Regions from separate parts of the Mus musculus genome. Here region 2 is linked to region 1. Evidence: chromatin contacts called from public Micro-C data. All regions are on one chromosome and are shown on one strand. Each heading gives the region's core, a stretch centred on a gene start, on an enhancer-like site or on the middle of the called end of the contact. The rest is flanking DNA. Distances are from core to core; before and after follow the strand shown.

Evidence for each region. A called contact is a pair of places that touch in the nucleus more often than the background predicts.
Region 2: a contact with region 1 is called in a Micro-C map of muscle stem cells, with 12 times the contacts expected there. The contact joins the promoter of Fam122b here to the enhancer-like site in region 1. A contact is called at or near these places in 3 of 484 Hi-C or Micro-C datasets (embryonic fibroblasts, muscle stem cells and uterus) and 3 of 9 other capture datasets (adipose tissue, liver and pancreatic islet).

What each region holds. Positions count from the first base shown.
Region 1 is chrX:53,213,075-53,217,418 of GRCm38.p6, reverse strand. It overlaps a transcript of Plac1 not described here. Among named protein-coding and RNA genes, the nearest start is that of Fam122b, 55 kb to the left of the region's middle. Within about 2 kb of position 2,753, at least 13 of the 459 cell types and tissues checked have an H3K27ac peak or open chromatin away from gene starts, as enhancers often do. A contact at or near this core is called in muscle stem cells, where this site is marked.
Region 2 is chrX:53,268,471-53,272,827 of GRCm38.p6, reverse strand. Fam122b (family with sequence similarity 122, member B) reads left to right here and starts at 3,023. Exons shown (of 9, transcript NM_001166365.2): 1 at 3,023-3,952. The coding sequence starts at 3,855.

The DNA of each region.
Region 1 (4,344 bases), core at 1,504-4,003:
CATGCTTGTAACCTTAATCTAGGAGATTCACCATTCTTCTGTTTCTATACCATCTTCCATTGGATGTTTTGTGTTTTGTTTTTCTCATTATTGCCCCTTCTGTTCTTGATACAACTTCTGGGTTATTTTCAGTCATGGATTTTATGAGTAATGCTGTTAGGAGCATTTTCTGTATTTATTTCTTGGAAACCCAGGCATGCTTTTCCATTGGGCTTATGTAGGAATGCAATTTATGGGTCCTAAAACGTATGTATCTTCAGCTTAGACAGATAATGTTAAAGAATTACAGATTGTCGTTCTGGCTCAAGCATTCCATCAACATACTGAGCCAAACTCATGCTGTATAGTCCTTATCAGATCGTGGGATGGAAAGAGAGTTCAGTGGTGTGGGGTGTGGGTAAGGCCAGTAGTACACTGTGTGAACCAGTGTGTAAGGAAGGCCAAATGACTTCTTCCCTACATTTGGGCCTCGTGTTTGCTTGAAGAGTCAACTGGCTCAGGATTCAGTGTTTTAGGCAAGTTCTCACCCTCACTTGTGAGAGCAAAGGAGTATTATGCATGAAGAATTTATTTGTTTATGTATTTATGTGGTTCTGGAAATGGTACCCAGGACCTCACACTTAGTAGACAAGCACTCTACCAAGGACCTTCACCTCCACCTCCAGAGCCCGAACGCTTTCATTTAAAGAAAGATCTGTTTTTAAAAAACAACCCATCTTTTCGACCCTGAGCTTCAAAGAGCCAAAATGCAGCTCAAAGTTGGAAAACAATAACAACAACAAAATAATTTAATAAAATAACTTTCCCACACCCTACTGTGTTATTTCTTAAAAAACAATTTGGTATAATGAAGTCATTGCTTCACATAATTTTTTTTTCACCAGGAACTTTAGTTTCCACAGGAAGAAATTTAAAAACTGAACATTTTATGTCACTGTTCCCATGAATACATTTTTAAGTTTGTCTTTAATAGTACAATATAAAACATGTCTTCTTGATGGAGTTATCTTACTTTGGGATAGCAAGGCAATAAAGCCATAATGACAATTTTCATGCAGTTTTAACCTGAGTTCTTCATATAGATTATTAGGCTTCCTTGACTCCAACCATATTTTCCACATAATTATTTCTTTTAAATTTCCTAATTATTCCATTCTGTCGGAAACCATCTGTCTTGCTGAGGGACAATTATATCTGAACAAATCAACAGGTTTTGCATCATTGTCTAAATATGAGAGAGAAACAGCCTTAAACTCTACTGTGGCACTTGAGTGGAAAAGAAAAATTCTAAATCCCACATTGGGAATGCCTCTCTCCAGCTCCCTTGGAAGCCAACTTTCATAACTTGTGGAACACAAAATAAAGCCAAATGAATTTTGGAAAGGTCAATGGGAACGGGATTGGGGTAGAACTTTCCCAGAGAATGTTTGGGCCTCTGCTCCAGGAGCTGTCTGGTCACTGCACAATTTGGCCTTCCACAGTGGGTGGAGAAGGGAGCAGATGCTCCCTTGGTACCTGGGCCCAGAGGGGCTGGAAACCTAAGACTTTCCCACTTGATTCCAGGCAAGGGAAGCTATCTCATTCTGGGAACGAGCTTGTTTGAACTCTGTGAACAGTACCTGTCTGTAAGAAATCTGGGATTGGAGCAGAACATTTGTGGGAAGGCAATCATGGAGGGTTGTATGCTTTGGGTGTTGTTTCCAAGGGGACCGCTGAAGTGTCTCACACAGTCCAGTCTGTGCACTGGAGAAGAGCGTCTTCCTGAGGTCTGCTCCAGCTGAGGGATCCCAGGCATTGCCCATTCGCAGCAATAACTGAACTTTCTCCTTCATTTTCAGTCTTCCTTTCTTTCTCCCACTCTGTGCTTTCTCCTTTATCACAGCACTCTCCTTATATGTTTATTTCTTCCCTCAAAGATGTGGCCAAAGAGCTCTGGTGGCTCTCAGGGGTTTCAAAGGAGGTCAGGTTCATTGGCCTGGTGATCAACAGAAGTTGTGAGAAAACAGTAAGTCTCCAAAGGGTCTTATTTCCCCTTCTGATCATGTCAGCTTCACCATCTTCTACTCACCTCTTTTCACCCAGGTTTGTTTGTAAGTTAAGTTCCTTCAGAGCCTAATTAACTCCCATTTGGTTTGAAATGAAATCAAAAAAGGGCCAGAATGAAAACTTGGCTGCTTGTTCCCCCTCCCCCATCTCCTCTTGATTTTGCATCCACCCAAGTGGCTTCCTACATACTTTGGAATGTACAGAGCTTCTGCATCTCTTCCTCCACATCCCCCTTTACAACGTCAAGGGGAAATATAAAGCAGCACACCATTGTAGTTGGGAATCAGCAGTGCTCCCAATCATCTTTCAGGCACATTCATGCATTTCCTGGCTCCTCCACTGGCCCCGGTCCAGAATGCCAGCAAGCTAATCACAAGGAAACTGTGCGTGCATAAATATCATGAGTGAACCTGCAGGTGACTTGCCTCAGAATGAGCCTGCAGCACCCCCCAAACCCTAAGCAGCCATCCAGTATTGGCCAATGTAACCACACTAGTTAACACCCCAGATTGGGTTGGAATTATGAATGGAAGGGAGATCCCCATGCAAAAGAGCAGCTGTCCCTTTGGTTAATTATTGGGATCCACAAATCCACCCCCATTGCCAGGGCTTCAGTGTCGAGATGATGAAATAGGTGATTAAGGGACTTGGAGGCCAGTCCACACTGGAGCTTTGTCTGCAGTATTCCAACGACAAGTGTTATTAGTCCACTAATCATAACATTGCCTGCAGTGGAATTTCCTTGGGAAGGAATGGGGCAGCGCCTCTATGCCAGAGGGCTGCACAGCATGAAAATACTAACACATCACAATCGGCTGTTCTATGAGGAGATTCCAGCATCCAATTCAGGAAATAGGTCACCAGGCTGCAAGATGCGCTGCTATTTTGATTTACTTCCTAAGACTCCTGTAGTTTTTATATACTTCCCTCTGGGGAGAATCAGACTCCTTTGAGTCGCTGGCTTCTGAAGTGCCATCCAGGTGGAACATGCAGGCCATCTGTGAAGACAGAGGCATGAGTTTTCTGTGGTCAGTCTTGTAGAGTCCAGTGACTTCTAGGAATGATGGCTCTCAAGGCACTCTTCCACTTGGTGCCTTTCCATGGGGTCTTCCACAGGTCTAGAGGGTCATGGTTTCTTAGGAGCCTGCAGCTGTGCCTGCCAGATGACAAATGTTTAGTGAGATGATGAAGAGGTACAAATGGGTTGAAGGGTGCCAGAACCTTCTCATAATGAGCATAGCAAATCCTCAGTCACCAAGGATCTTGAGAGGACAAGATGTTCTCATTTTGGAGTCTTGTGCTGCCAGGACCGTTAGTACCAGCTGTTGGAGGCAGACACACCCCTGCTGGTGGCTCTGGAGCCCAACCAAGCTTTCCTTTTCTTCTATATTTCTAGGCGCTTGGGCCTTAAGCAATAGGAATCTGCCCCTCTCCCCACAGGCTTTGTCACCAAGCAGCTGTCTTTCTTTCCTGGATCAGTCTAGAGTTCCCCCTAATTTTTCCTAAACCCAAACAGTTGGTTGTTGCCTTGCAGTGTCGGCAAAGGACATTTGTGAGCCTGCTAGGATATATAGATTTCATTTGATACTACATAGCCATACTCAAAAAAAAAAAAAAAACGGACAGATGATCTGGCATTTCAAATGACTACCTATCCTTTCTTTGCCTTTAACCACTCCACTTCTGGATGCTCCAGGACATGTACCATTTTTTTTCTTGAACAGACAGTTTTATTGGGGTATAGTTTCTGTGTTTCAGCTGGCCCACTCAGAGCCACCATGCCAACTTGATCACCTAGGAGCTAAGGCGACAAAGTGCTACAGCAAGATTTGAAGAAGTCACTGGGTAGATGAGCCCTGGGGGCTTCCATGATCTTTGTTTCTGAGACCCCAGTCTCTCTCTCTCTCTCTCTCTCTCTGTGTGTGTGTGTGTGTGTGTGTGTGTGTGTGTGTGTGTGTGTCTGTGTGTGTGTGTGTATGTCTGTGTGTGTGTGTATGTCTTCCTCTCATCTCCCTCAATTAGTAAGGACATATATAGGCGAATAAGAAAGAGGAATCTCTGTGTTTTAAACTTCGGAAGAGTTTCACTGTTTTTTTTTTTCAGACGTTGAACTAGTCTGTTGCCAGCTATGTTGGTCTATGTCTGGATTCCCAGTTTAGGAGGCAGAATCAGAAAGATCACTCCACATTCAAGGCCAGTCTGTTCTCCTGGTGAGATTCAGTCTGGCCTGAGTAACAGAGTGAGATCTTGTCAAAGTCAAATTCTAACTGAGTAACACACTTTCCATCCTTTAGCCAC
Region 2 (4,357 bases), core at 1,774-4,273, 55 kb before region 1:
TATGCTCACTGGTACAATAGAAATTGTACCTGTTCAGTCTGAATGAGAGTACTCTGCATAAACTCATATGTTGAATACTTGGTCTTCAGTTAGTGGAAGTATCTTGGAAGGATTACAAGGAAGGATTACCTTAGTGGAGGCAATGGTGTGTCACTTGTGGAAGGCTTTGAGCCTCCAAAAGACTTTAACTGTCTTAGTTACTTTACTATCGTTGGACCCAAACACTACAATTTAGACAACTTATATAAAAGAAAGCTTTTAATTGGGCTTATAGTTTCAGAGAGTTAGCATCCATGATGGTGGGACAAAAAAACATGACAACAGGTAGAACTCTGAGCTCACACCTTGATCTGAAAGAAGGAGACAGAACACACTGGGAATGGGTACAGTATTTTGAAAGTCAATGTCATTCTCATACAAACCACCACATTCCACTTCCCATTCTTCACTGGCTCATGGCCATATTTTCATTCAAAATGCGTTTAGTCTAACTTCAAAAGTCCCAATAGTTTTTCAGTCTCAATACTGTTTAATGTCTAAAGTTCAAAGTCTCTCTGAAACTCAAGGCAATCTCCTTAATTGTAACACCTATACAATAAAAAAGCAATAAGTAAGTAAGTAAGTAAGTAAGTAAAATTGGCTCTATAAGCTAGGACCTGAAATCTTCAGCAATAGAATCTTACCATCACGTTTTAGAGACTAGTAAGGAGCAAAGGCAGTAGCATGCAGTGTTTTGTTTGTTTGTTTGTTTGTTTGTTTTGTTTTTTTGTTTTTAAATATTTTTATTAGATATTTTCCTCAATCACATTTCCAATGCTATCCCAAAAGTCCCCCATACCCTCCCCCCCACTCCCCTACCCACCCACTCCCACTTTTTGGCCCTGGCATTCCCCTCTACTGGGGCATATAAAGTTTGCAAGTCCAATGGGCCTCTCTTTCCAGTGATGGCCGACTCTAGGCCATCTTTTGATACATATGCAGCTAGAGTCAAGAGCTCCGGGGTACTTTCTCTAGCTCCTCCATTGGGAGCCCTGTGATCCATCCAATAGCTGACTGTGAGCATCCACTTCTGTGTTTACTAGACCCCAGCCTAGTCTCACAAGAGACAGCTATATCAGGGTCCTTTCAGCAAATTCTTGCTAGTGTATGCAATGGTGTCATCGTTTGGAGGCTGATTATGGGATGGATCCCTGGATATGGCAGTCTCTAGATGGTCCATCCTTTTGTCTCAGAGTAGCATGCAGTGTTAGAGAGTTCATCTTTCTTTGTTTGTGTTGTTTTATTTAAGAAAGTTTCAGATTTTTTTTCTATGTAACTCAAGCAGACCTGAACTCACAATCCTCCCACCTTAGCCCCTACTACTGAGATGTTTTTAATGCAGCTGGAAAACAGAAGGACATGGTTGTTGTGAGGGGCTTTGTGAATCTTTACTAGTTCAGAGTTTTGCACAACCATGAGTCATTTCTTTGGTTAAATAAACTCCGATAAATTTAATTTGCCTAATGTCTTTAAATTTTAAATTTTCAATCAGCTCAATTAAAGAGTAAACACGATTAAATAACTTTTACCAAGAAAATAATAGAGAATCTATCCAAAACTTCTTTGTACATCTTCGCAATATGGCCAGCAAGATGGATCGTGAGGATAAGGGAGTTTCCTGACAAGCCTGACAACTTGAGTTTAACCCTTGGGACCTACATGGTGAAGTAGATTGGCTTCCTCCAGTTGTTTATTTAGCTTCAGATGTGGGCCATACCATCCATATACACAAAACAAACAAATAAATACACAAATTCACATTTTATAATCAGAAAGCATAAATGTTGAGGTGTAAAATGACAATTGTATAGGTTAACTTTATTATGGAGCAACCAAATTGAAGAGAAAATTATTTTTGCTAGATAGAAAAAAAAAGTAGTGTGTGTGTGTGTGTGTGTGTGTGTGTGTGTGTGCACGCACGCTAAAATAGAACATTGGACCCATTTGAGCTGAAATTCAGTGTGGTTGTGAGCCACCAGACGTGGATGGTTGAAACTGAACTCCTGTTTTTTACAAGAGCAGCAAATGCTCTTAACCACTTATAGGCGCTTAAGCACTGCTTGAGATGGATGCTGAGAACTCAGCTCAGGTCTTCTGGAAGAGCAACAAGAGCTCTCAAACATTCTCTAGCCATCTCTCTAGCCCTGTTTTGCTAATTTTCAAACCAATTTCGTAACTATTATATTTCCCATACTTTGTAATTTTGGGTGATTGAAAAGTATCTAGGAAGAGATATTTGTGTGGTTAAGATGAGATGATTTAATATTTTTTCAGTTGTTATAATACTTCCTTGCATGTAGTAAGTGCCATGAATGTTTTTAAAATTAATTTCAGCTGTCACATGCATCATATTATGATTGCTAGAATCTCCATAAGCCTTGGAAAGAAAACAAATCTTTTATTTTTGTCTAATGGAGCTGAGGAATTTAGTAAAGGGGGGGGGGGGCTGAAGAGATGATGGCTCAGAGGTTAACGGTGCTTGCTGCTGCTACAGGAGACTCGAGTTCTAATCCCAGAACCCATGTTGAGCAGTTCACAACGGCCTTCAACTGCCGCTCCAGGAGATCCAATGACCTCTCTGACCTCCATGGGAATGCACGCATGCACGCACGCGCATATTCCCACACAAAGACTTTCACATAAAAAAATATTTAAAGTGCCTGTGGATCACAAAGGTCAGAATACAAATTTGTAGTGAAATAACGTGAAAATCGCTTTCACTTGAATATTAGTCCAAACTACTAAAAACTGAGGCTTCAGTCTCCAAACTATTGGCTCTTTTCGAAATACGGCGCCAGGGTTCCCGGACCAATGCCACGCAGGAAGATTTTGGGCCCCCCTGGAAACGCCCCGCCCCTTTGAAGGCGGGTTGCGGAGAGAGGCTATTACGCCTGCGCCTTGGCCCCAGGATCATTGGAGCAGCCGTAAGGCGCATGCGCAGTGCCCAATGGGCGACAAGATGCGGAAGAGCTGGCCCCTCGGAGGCTCCCATTTCTGAAGCGTGGGAGGCAAAAGAGGCGGCAGGTTATAGAAATCAATTTGAGCTCCAGAGGGTCCCGCGGGTCATTAGAGCCAATAAGAGATAGAAGCAGCGCCGCGGTGGTGCAGAGGGCCGATCCCTTTTCTGAGTCGTGCAGGCGGGCAGGGACCAGGGAGTGAAAAGCGCCATCCCTGCGCTGAGGGGCCCCGGGGACCGGGGCCCAGAGCATGGCGGACTGGACAGAGACCCTGAGCATGTGGAGGTGGGGCAGCCGAGGCCGCCTGGCCAGCTGTCAAGTCCTCATTGCTAGCGCTGCAAAGGCAGCCTCTGTAAATGTAGCCGAGCCGCGCTTGCGGTCCTAGGCGGGAAAAATGACAGCTTGAGTTCTGCCACTGCCTAGTTTCCTCCCCTTTCTTCTCCTGTGCTTCCACATTCTCCCTCCTCCTCTTTTCCCATCCCTGTGCCCCTTCACCCTGACCTTTTTCCTCCTTTCCCACTTCTATGCTCTTTCATTAGTGCTATGCCCTGCATTTCCATCTATCCTTTATCAACCCCTGTGCCTCTTTTTCTTTCTCCCACCTTTGTCTTTCCTCCATCCCCTTTTTCATCCTGTCACCCTCCCAACACCAGCTCTATATCCTCCTCCGCCCGCCCTCCACATCCTTCCTCATCTGCATCCTCCTCTCCTACTTTTCTCCGCCCTCGCTCCCAAGCCTCCGCCCATTAGCCCCCGCCCCCAGCTGCCAGTCCCCAGCAGCTCAGTCCTGCAGTGAGTCCATAGCAAAGCACCAGGAGCCGAGAGCACTGCCGGCTGTGTTGCCTAGCAAGTATCCGAATGGCTCAGGAGAAAATGGATCTGGATTTTGAGGCTGACACATCTGAGGGGGCCACCCTGAGACGGTCCAACAGTGCTCCCCTGATCCATGTGCTCAGGTGAGCTGGACTGGGGAGGACGGAGTGTGGGGATCAGAGGTTTGTCCCTGGGCAAGAAGTCTTCCTTCCCGAAAGTGCCAGTTCGAGTTCATCTAGACTCCAAACTGAGGGGTTGAGGTCTTATTTTCTTAATAGTGACTTGGTTTCCTAGATGGAGGGAAAGTTTGACCTCACACTCTGGCCATGTCTGAGAAAGGGACCCTCCCTGTACCTGGGGGGGCCTTGCTGTGCAGTTCTAAAAGAGAATGTACGTAGTAGAAACCTGGCTCAGCTGACAGGTTGCTTGCCCTGGCTTATTTCCATCAGGGCAAATCAGGCTGAATCCCCTGAATTAGGCTTGTAACTTGACGCCTGTCTCTAAGAGGTGCTGTTTCTAAGCTGAGTTTAGGAACCCTGGCATTAACA